2 separate regions of the Mus musculus genome follow, and region 1 is linked to region 2. Evidence: chromatin contacts called from public promoter capture Hi-C data. All regions are on one chromosome and are shown on one strand. The core of a region is the stretch at or near the end of the contact, and the rest is flanking DNA. Distances in the headings are between cores, read along the strand shown. Region 1 holds the start of Notch3 (notch 3). Region 2 holds the start of Pde9a (phosphodiesterase 9A).

Evidence for each region. Promoter capture Hi-C pulls out the DNA fragments that hold promoters and counts their contacts.
Region 1: a contact with region 2 is called in a promoter capture Hi-C map of embryonic stem cells, with 4 times the contacts expected there. The contact joins the promoter of Notch3 here to the promoter of Pde9a in region 2. A contact is called at or near these places in 2 of 39 promoter capture datasets (embryonic stem cells and liver).

The regions. Positions count from the first base shown.
Region 1 is chr17:32,165,475-32,170,605 of GRCm38.p6, reverse strand. It overlaps Notch3 (notch 3), which reads left to right and starts at 3,716. Exons shown (of 33, transcript NM_008716.3): 1 at 3,716-3,930. The coding sequence starts at 3,813.
Region 2 is chr17:31,382,272-31,387,652 of GRCm38.p6, reverse strand. Pde9a (phosphodiesterase 9A) reads right to left here and starts at 1,419. Exons shown (of 19, transcript NM_008804.4): 1 at 1,297-1,419. The coding sequence starts at 1,365.

The DNA.
Region 1 (5,131 bases), core at 2,467-4,966, 780 kb before region 2:
CGAGTTTAATTCCCAGAACCCACATAGTAGAGAGAACTGACTTTCAAGCTGCCCTCTGACCCCGATACCCGTGTGGCAAATGCATACCATCACATAAACATGCACAAAGGAAGTAAAATGCAATTTTGTTTTATTACTAATGTTGATCATGTGTGTGTCTGGGTATGGGCTTATGCATGTGAGTGCAATTGTCTTTGGAGACAAGAAGTTCAAATACCCTAGAGCTGGAGCTACTGGTAGTTGTAAGAAGTTCTGGGAATCCAACTCAGGTCCTCTGCAGGAACACTAGGTGTTCTTAACCCTGAGTCATTTCTCCAGTGCCAATAAGATGTAATAATTTTTTTTCAAAACAGGATCTGTAACTTTGATTTTCCTAGAATTGGCTCTGTAGACCAGGCTGGCCTCTCCTACTGAGTGCTGGGATTAAAGGTGTGTACCACCACTGCTGGGCATAATTTTTTTTTACAATGGGGGTTGTACAACAGGATGGGGTGGGGCTTGGATTTCCTCCTGGGCTTATAGCAGAGGAGGAACTTGAGCTGCACCTGCCCAAGCTGATTAAAGAGACATAGTTGAGTCGGTTGACAGATAGCTGACTCAGCACATTGCAGTGACTCAGCCTACCTCCTTCTTACGCAACATTTTTTTTTCTTTGTCCAACCTTTACTCCTTCCTTATTTCTCCCCTGCAATACACAGGGCCAGGAGTCTCCTAGACCCCAGTTCAAATCTGAGCTCTAAATGCCTACACAGTGAGTTCCAGGCCACTCAAGGGTACATACTGAGACCTTGTCTCAACATACACCCTCATAAAAAGAGAAGACAGCCACAGGATTCTATTTATATGGAATACTATACTGAGGGCTGAGAGAGATGGCACACAGCCAAGCCTGATGACTTGAGTTTGATTCCAAACCCACGTGGTAGAGGGGAAGAACTGACTCCTACAAGTGGTCCTCTGACCCCCGCACAGATGCTGTGCATGCCCCACAACCCTAGGAACAAATACAATCATAGAAAATAAATGTCCAGAGCAAGCAAAGCCACAAATGCAGGGAGCTGGTGGCAGGGATATTAACAAGATCCCTTTTCCAGGATAATGGAATGTCTTGGAGCTAGAGAGGTCATAACTGAGAATATATTAAGTGGCACTGAATTGCAAACATCAAAATCTCAAATATGTACATTTATATAATATAAATTATACCTCAACTTAAAAATAATCAAGAATCAGGTGTGGTGGTGCACAGTGCATGAGCATAGGAGACCTCAAAAATGGCCCCACAGTGACACACTTCCTCAAACCAACAAGGCCACATCTCCTAATGGTGCCACTCCTTATGAACCAAACACTCAAATACATGAATAGGAAGCTATTCCTATTCAAGCCACCACACTGCGCTTGGCAGCACATGCCTACAGTCTCAGTATTAGGGAGTTGGAGGTATATTCAAGATCTCAAGGTCAGTCCGGACTACACTGTGAGTTCAAGGGGAGTCCGAGCTGCATTCAAAGACCCTGTGTCAAAACAAGGGGAGTGGCTGATTTGGTAGAGTAGTTGGTCAACATGCTCAAGGCCCTAGGCATCATCACAGCACTGCAAAATAAATAAACAGAATATTGAGATAAGAGGAAGAAAACGTCACCAACTCAGCCTAAGCCGTGAAAGTTTAATACCACCGATACTAGGAAAAGATGGCAGGTACCCTGATAATATGCCCTGGGAAGGATACGGGGATTCTGCCAAAGACGCATAAAGTTAATCTTGTAGAACTCGCAGGTCATTGCAGGTCCAAGAGGCACTCTTTCAAACAACTGACCTCAAACTAAGGCTGAGGTGAAGATCTGGGATCCAGTCTTCGGTCCACAAAGAAGCTATAAGGGATGTTATTCGGAATAACCATAAAACTTTGAGTAGAAACTTGGGTGAGGACTGGAGATGTGGTTACATGGTAGAGTGTCTCCCTTACACACTGGAAACCCCAGGTTCTGGCCCCAGCATCACAAAAATCAGGCATGGAAGCTCATACCCTTAATCCTAGCACTGGGAGGCAAAGCCAGGAAGACTGGGACTTCTAGGTCATTCTGGTTTCAGTAAGTTCAAGGCCAGTCTGGGTTGCACGAGACTCTGCCTGAAAAGGAGAAGCCCCCAAAGTAGGACAACAACGAAGTGGGCCTGAAAGACTGTTCAGTTGTTAAGAGAGCAGCAGCAGCAGCAGGAGGATCTGATTTCAGATTCCAGTTGTCTCATGTAACAAGCTGGCTATTCCACAAATGACCATAACTCCAGCTTTGAGGGGTGCAGTGCCTTCCCTGGTCTCTGCATATGCAGGTACTCACACTAGTGCACACACACACACACACACACACACACACACACACACACACACACACAGAGAAACACACACACACAAATAAATCTTTAAAAAGTGTATCCGTGACTGTCCTGGAATTTGCTAGGTAGACCAGGCTGGCTTTGAATTCACAGATCTATCTGCCTTTGCCTCTGGAGACCGTGTGAACCATGACATCTTCCCCAATTAACAAAAATACACTTATTTATTATGTAGCCAGTTGGGGGGGGGGGCGCGGCAGGGAGGGGAGATGGGCCCTCTACAATGTAGAGATCAGAGGACAACTTGTGGAAGTTGTTCTCTCCTCCCACTACAGGAGTGTCTGTGTATGCCCTTCCAGGATTATATGGGTCCTCTGTTTCAGTCCTTTGGTCTCCTAGTGATGGAGATGTTCAAGAACGGCACCCTTCACCCGACTCCTGAGATTTCCCCTGAATGCACCTCTAGAGCTTCCATTCTCACTTCACACAGAGGGAGTGTTCAGAGCCTTTGCAGGTCTCCTGGATGTAAAACTCAGTGAATGGCAACGAAATGATAGGCCTCATGGTAAAACCATGTAGAGTGTGGGATGTGCTAGGAGCTGGTGTGGATTTTTTTTACAAAGTATTTTATCTTATTTCTTGCGCACATAAGCGTGTGTGTGTGTGTGTGTGTGTGTGTGTGTGCGCGCGCGTGCGTGCAAGCATTCGAGCACAGTGTGTGTAGGAGTGCATGTGTATCACGGGGTACATGTGGCAGTCAGAAGACAATGTATGTGTTGGTTTTTTTATTTTAGCATGGGAGGCCCAGGAATTGAACTCGGGTGTCTGTGATTGGCAGCAAGCACCTTTCCCTCTTCGGTAGACCTTTGTGATCTTCACATTGTAGGAGAGCTGCACACAGGTACATGAGACTCATATCCACGAAACCCCTGGCCAGATTGTAAATGCTGCCCGCCCGGGTTTGTGGCGCAGTTGGAGCCTGAGTTTTGAGGTGATTGATGTTTAGTGTCCCCATGAAACTTCTATATGGTTTGCATGGGTGCGGCTACTTTTGTTCATTGGCCTCTCTACACCCAGGTTTAGAGGGTTTGGAGTCAGGGGTGTTTGCGTTTGTGTCATGACTGTGTGTGTGAGCCCTGGCTTTGGTTGTGTGCTGGAGGATAAGGATGGATGTGCTCACGAGCTGGATACCTGTCACGTCACGCAGGTTAAGCCCGCATCTCTTGTGGCAGACCTGAGTGTACCGAGGTCTGCAAGTCCCAGGCTTGGCGGGTAGAAGGGTCGGACCCCAGGAGGCCGGGCAGGGGGCGGGGGCGCTCAGAGCCGGCCCCGGGGCGGGGCGAGCCGCCCAGGCCTGGGGGCGGGGCAGCCCGACAGCCTCACTTCGGCGAAGTTGGCGGCGCGGAGGCTGGCCCGGGACGTGCCCGGAGCCCTGGGAAAGAGGGAGGAGGGAGGAGGGAGGGTCGTGGCCGGCCGCCATGGGGCTGGGGGCCCGGGGCCGCCGCCGCCGTCGTCGCCTGATGGCCTTGCCACCGCCACCACCGCCCATGCGGGCGCTGCCCCTGCTGCTGCTGCTAGCGGGGCTGGGGGCTGCAGGTGAGGGATCAGGGACTCGGAGGGTGGGACTGGGGTTGCAGGGGCGGGGAAGCAAAAAAAAAAAAGTATATATATATATATATATATTCTCCTAAGTTTGGAATTTAGAGGACCTGCCCCCCCAGGATTAAAGCCGGGGCAGAGATGCAGCAGCTGGGGGTGTGTATCAGTCATGGGGTTCGCACAGATTCATGATGGGAAGGCAGGATCCTAGAGGCCCAAGGAATCGAGACCCTTGAATGAATCAAGAGTCCAAGAGTAGGAGCTGGAGTTGTGGGAATCTGGGGCTGAAATTCGGAAGCGAGGTGTACCAAAAGTTTCAGGCTCACCCCATCCTACTTCTGCCTGGAGTCCTGGGAAGGTTAGGATGGGGGCTCAAGGACCCCCCAAGGCCTAGGACCCCTTGCACAAAAGCGCCTCCCCTATCCCGGGCGGGCCGTGAAGGGGGGGGGGGGACAAGGAGGGGGCGCGGAGTTCTCGGAGCTCTGAACTCGGAGAAAACGTCTCATGTTGGAGAGCTGCAAGACCCGGCGCTGGAGCGCGAGAAGCAGGAGCTGGAGCCCTTGCGAAGCCCGCGCCCCCTCCCCCGCGTGCCGCCCGATCCCTCTTCAGGCCGCCGGGATCCCGTAGTCTCGGGACCCCGTCTCTGTGCCGGGAGGAGAAGGGGCGAGGTCCACGTGCTCATCTCCAGCTTCTGGGCCCCCATCCCTGTGGCCGCAGCCCCTCCCCAGCATGCCTGGGCCCCCCTCCCCTCTTCCTCCACTCTGAGCTCCCCTCCCCCGCTCGGGACAATGGCTTCGCCGTCTAGACACCCCCTCCCCCCGGCCGGCCTCACGCTTTCTTTGCCAGACAAAGCGGGACCCACGAAGGGCCAGAGCGGGGACTGAGGGGGCGCCCCCACCCCTGCCCCGGGAGGCCTGATCAGCGGGGGAGGGGCATAGGCAGTTGGCTGTGGCCAGGGGTTCTAGGGCTCCTATGGTGGGACTCAGTGCTGGGCCGGGTGAGAGTTGCATAGAGAGTGGCTTAGCCTCTAGGCTCTACTAGGCAGGACTGGGCAGGAGCCACCGCCCCCGCGGGGCCAGTGCAGACTCATGGCCTGTCACACATAGAAAGGGAAAAAAATGCATGTGCACAGGTTTAGTACAGCCATAGATGCACACTTGGCACACACAAGACACACCTATGTGTTTGCTGCTCACAT
Region 2 (5,381 bases), core at 170-2,669:
CTTGGCTTATAGGTGACCTTTCCAGAGATTACCCAAGTTCAGGTATGTCCACTGGAAAAGCCCACCTTCCCCACAGTGACAGACCAGTCTGATCAGGAGGGCCTAAACCTTTCTTCTACTTTCCGTGCATTGCTGAGCAGCTCTTTGAGGACCTTTGAGGAGAATTTAGGAAGGACCTACCACTGCCGAACAGGTGACACCTTCTCTTTCCTCTTTAAAGAGCTCAAAGAAGTCCAGCAATATGGCTTAATGACAAAGAGTTTGCCTCATATGCATGAAGCCCATCCCTTGCGCCAAAATTAAAACAAAACAAAAAGCTTTAATAAATTCTCATTTAGTGGGATGGGGGAAATGTATGTGTACAGATATGTGCTTTGTATACACACTGTGCATACATGCATGAACACATCTGTGCTCGTGTGGACTGAAGCAGGAAGACACACAAGGAGAGCCCTTCCTTCCTCTGGAAGGGGCGGCTGTTAAATCTCTGTAGTTGTGCCTTTGGAGTCAGAGCCTGCACCTGCCCTTCCTGCTTAAGTAAGAAGCTGAGCAGTGATGCTTGAAGGTGCCTCTCAGGCCACCCCAAGTCACCGAGCCTATCAAAGGGCCCACCTTGGAGGAGGGATGGGACTTCCCATTTTCCCAGGATCAGGCTGAGGAAGGTAGGTTTCTCCTACTGGGGAAGCAAACCAGCCAGCTAGCTAAGAGAGCGCACACCTGAGAAAGGAGGGCCCACACCCAGCAGGCAACCCTCCTTAGCTTCCTTTGCTGAGTCCACAGCAAGCTGCCCGACTTTCCTGAGATGTCCGGGTGCAATTTCCCCCCACAAAAAAAGGCGTTTCCATAGGCACTTTAGGAGGAGCTAATGAGACACCCCCTTCCCCAACCGTCCTCCAGGCCAGCTTGCCCATTGTCCCTTTGTCAAAATCAACAGAAGTCAAGGGCACTCTGTGCCCAGAGAAGGGTCTTTAGAAGGGCTGGGGAGGGCCATGAACAAAAAGGGTCTGTGGCGAACCGCACTCCTACGTGGCTCAAGTTGGTTGGGAGGACAGCGTACGGCACAGTCAAAAGCGGGTCCCTTCAGTCGCCGCGAGGCCACAGGGTGCAGAGGCAGGATCCCCCTCAAGACTGTCACCCTCCACCTGGAACCGGCCCCGCGGGTCTGCACCGCAGGCTGCCGTACCTCCCGGGGCGAGCCGCCAAGATCAGCTTGATCCGTGGGCTCCGAGCCCGCGGTGGGGACACCTGCGCCTATTAGGGCGCACGGAGGCCTCGGAGGGAGGGGGATCGGGGTACCTTCTGGATGCGTCCATCGATGTCTAGGTAGATGGCCTTGGGCCGGTAGCTTGAGGAGCCGGCCCCCATCGCGCCCGCAGCTGCACTTGGACTTTTTCACCTTACTTTCTCGCCGCGGCCGCCGCGCCGGGAGGGCGGGGGCGGGGGGAGGGGCGGGGGCGGCCAGCCAACCAGAGCTGGCAGCTCGCGGCCTCCACACGCCCCTCCTCCCACGGCGCTGGCCCGCCCCGCCCTTCCATCCCCTCCTCTCCCTTCCCTTCCCTTCTTCAATCCCTCCCCTTCTCCATCCTCCTCCTTTCTCTCCAAGGCTCCTCCCAAACGCCTCTCCCCCTCCTCACTCATGCTCAGCTCCTTCGTCCCCACCCTTTCTCCTCACTCTCCCATGTCTGCCCCCTCCCTCCCAGCCTTTCCCCCATTATTCCTGTCTCCCAGGCTCTCCTCTTTCTCCCTCCCACCTCCTCCTGCTTTCTCTGCCCACCTTCCTCTATTCCGTTCTCTCGCCCCTTCTTTTCCTTCCCCTACCCTGCTTCCCTTTCTGCCACCTTTTCCCTTCCCCCTCTCCCCTTCTTTCTCCCTTTTCCTCACCTAGGGTCCCTTCCCACTCTCTCATCTCTCTTCCCCACCTCCCTCCTCCGGCCCTCTCTTTCTTTTCTATCCCTCCCCATCCCCTCCCCTCCCCATCTTCTCCTTTGATTCCTGTCACCTTGACAGCCTGTTTCTAAGGTCCCCTTCATACATGCCCACTGTGCCCTTTAGGGTGATCAGAGATCACCCCTATAGACAGACACCAGTCAGTTAACAGCAGTCATTGGGCTGAGAGCTGTGGCTGTGGCCCAAAGTGCTGGGAAATCAGCTCTCCCTCCCCCCTACTACACCCTCCCCTTTTACACACCCCCATCCTGCAGTAAAGGCCACCCTCACTTAATTTGAATCGGAAGTGGGGAAAGTTCCTTCCCCAAGCAGCCTGTGCATTCCTGGAAGGGCCGGGAAGGCTGTTTCCCTCCACCTGGAGTTGACCGGGCAGCCCCGTTCCTGCCCTTTAAGCAGAGGGAAGGTTGCCCAGTCAACTATCTGTTAGATGCAGCACTTCCCTTACCAACGCCCCCACAACACTCACATATACTTTTGCTATTTTTCATGGGGATTGGGGGGCACATGGTAAGCCTGAAGGGAGAGAATTTCAGGTCTCCTTGGCCTCTGGACACAAATGACTCTCTGGGGCTTTCCTTGTGGGAACAGCTGGAGGAGGGGCTCTGCTGCTTGTTGCTCTTGGAAGCCGCTGTCAAACCGCTGGAGAAGGCGCCTATTGTTTGTCTTGAGTGGATTTCCAGCCACACTGCCCATCTGCTGCTGTCTGGCTTGTGCTGGCTGAGAATGCCTGGGGCTCCTTATCCTATGGGCCTGAGAGGAACCAGCCTCACCAAACAGCCTGGTCCATGGCCTTTTCCTTCCCTCATTTGGCCTTTCTGGTTTTCACCTGGTGGATGGTCATTGGCCTTGCCAAAATGCTCCAGCGCTATTGGAGTCCAGAGCAGGGATGAAGCCGGGGACTTCCAAAAGCAGCATGCATTAGAAGCATAGATACCCTTACTCTCCTCCGCTGGGAGAGACCCAAAAGCAGCAGCCCGTATCCCCGAGGATGTAGGAGGCTTGGGATCCCTGCTACGCCCACTCTGAGGACTCACAAGGTGAAGGAGATAGCCATCTTCCACCTACAGGCTGTCTAGCCCCTGATCACCTTGATGGTTCTAATCCACCCTGGCTGTCTGGGGCCCCTGCCCACTCCCCTAGTATAGCTAAGTAGCCCTAGACAAAGCTTGGCAGTTGAGAATTACTTAAAAGTGACTGGAGTTTTGAGGGTGATGGCACACAGGGCTTTAAGGTGGGGTCTGACACATCTGGATGGTTACAGCTAGATATCTGACTTACAGTAGTGATCTGGTGTCCCCAGAAAACCAAGCTGGTGTTTGTTGTTAGATGAGCCAATGCTATTGGAACTGATGGACAGCCTGTTGTTAGGGCCACCCTGTGCTCTTGTACAGCCTGCTGGGGAGAGCTCTCCACGTGGCCTTTGGGTTTCTTCTCCAAACCTTGCTGTCATCTGGCCTAGTCTTCTGGAACTGGTTCCTTCAAGACCAGATATTTGTCCCCCCAACCCCCACCCCACCCCCGTACAGCTGACCTGAAGCTTGGAGGGTGTGGCTCTGCATGTCTCATACTGTGGGTGTTGGGCACCAGGCAGGTTGGCCCTTCCAAAGGCTAGCTAGCTCTGTCGTCAGAATAACAATCACACCTAATCTTATTTTGCATTATGCAGCTTTCCTCTCAGGAGACCTCTGAACAGACACTTAGTCACCGAGGCAGCAACTGTTACCCAAAGGGGAACGAACACTTGCCCTGTTCCCATTTCCCCCCTGGAACTATGGCTTCTCCTTCACCAATGACTTCTGTATTCAGAACTGTTGCAGGTATTGGGGGGGGGCCTCAGGGGGTATGGAGGTGAGCAAAATTACCAATATCCCTGGGTGAGAAGCATCTTAGAGGTAAGACTCGATGAATAAAACAGAAACACAGGTTATTGAGTAATATCTCATGCCAAAGAGAAAAGTCTTTAGAGAAAGGGAAAAAATGTGGGGACACAGAAGCTGGACTTAACAGGTCACTTGGTCAGCTGGTTACCGGAGTGAAGAGCCTTCCAGCAAACAGTGGCCTCACTCCAAGATCTTGCTCAGGAGGCCAGCAGGATTAGGACCGAGTCACAGGGGGTGGGGGCAGGCTACAGGGCAGACAGGTTCCAATGGCAGCTCCTGTGGCTCCCACAGGTGACTCTAGGTTGCTGTGTATCTATCCGATACAACGTCGTGGGAAGGGCAAAGGAGGGATGTGTCTGGCTAATGGTTTACCAGCTCTCCCAAGTATAGTGAAGGCTCTCCAGCAGAGGCACAAAGTGGGAGGCCAGCCAGGAGGTGGTGATATCGTCCCACAGCATGATGAGCATTTGGTAAGAGAGTAGGGTTCTACAGAGAAATAGGGCCAATAGAAGATTATGTACATTATATTTTTGATTAGTTAGGGTTTCTGTTGCTGTGACGAGACACCATGACTACAGCAACTCTTTTGTTGTTGTTTATTTGTTTTTTGTTTTTTGTTTTTTTTTTTTTTGTTTTTTTTTTTTTTTTTTTTTTTTTGGTTTTTCGAGACAGGGTTTCTCTGTATAGCCCTGGCTGTCCTGGAACTCACTTTGTAGACCAGGCTGGGGCGAACTCAGAAATCCACCTGCCTCTGCCTCCCTAGTGCTGGGATTAAAGGTGTGCGCCACCACGCCCGGCTAACTACAGCAACTCTTACAAAGGACAACATTTAATTGAGGCTGGCTTACAGTTTCAGAGGGTTAGTCTATTATCATGATGGTGGGAAGTATGGCAATGTGTGGGCAGACATGGTACTGGAGAACAAGCTGAAAGTTCTACATCTTGATCCTTGGGCATCAGAAGGGAACCAAGTCACACTGGTCAGACTTAAGCATGTATAACCTCAAAGCCTGCCCCCACAGTAACACACTTCTTCCAACAATGCCGTGCTTCCTAAAAGTGCTTTTTTTTTTTTTTTTTGGTTTGGTTTTTCGAGACGGGTTTCTCTGTATAGCTCTGGCTGTCCTGGAACTCACTTTGTAAATCATGTGTGCCTGATAACCTATCATTAATTGGAAGTAAAAAATGTGTGCCTGATAACCTATCATTAATTGGAAGTATTTTAAATCAAACATGCCTGTCATTTCCCTAACGCACACATTGCGGCATTGACACTTTCCCCTTAGGATCTTGGAGCATTGCAGTTATAATTTCTGCCTAACTTTGATGGGGGATGGCAGAGACTGAAGCAGATTCATCCTACCTGTCCTTAACACGGGGAAAGAGCTGAAGGATGGTTTCTCTCGAATGCATGGGACTCTGGCACTGTACTAAAGGAAAATGTAAAGCTGAACTACCATCTAAGTTCAGGACTGTCGCTTCCTACAATGGGTGTTGGCTCCTGGGCTGGAGACCCAGGAGAGCCAGTGCTGGTGCCTGTCTCTAGTCTAAGTC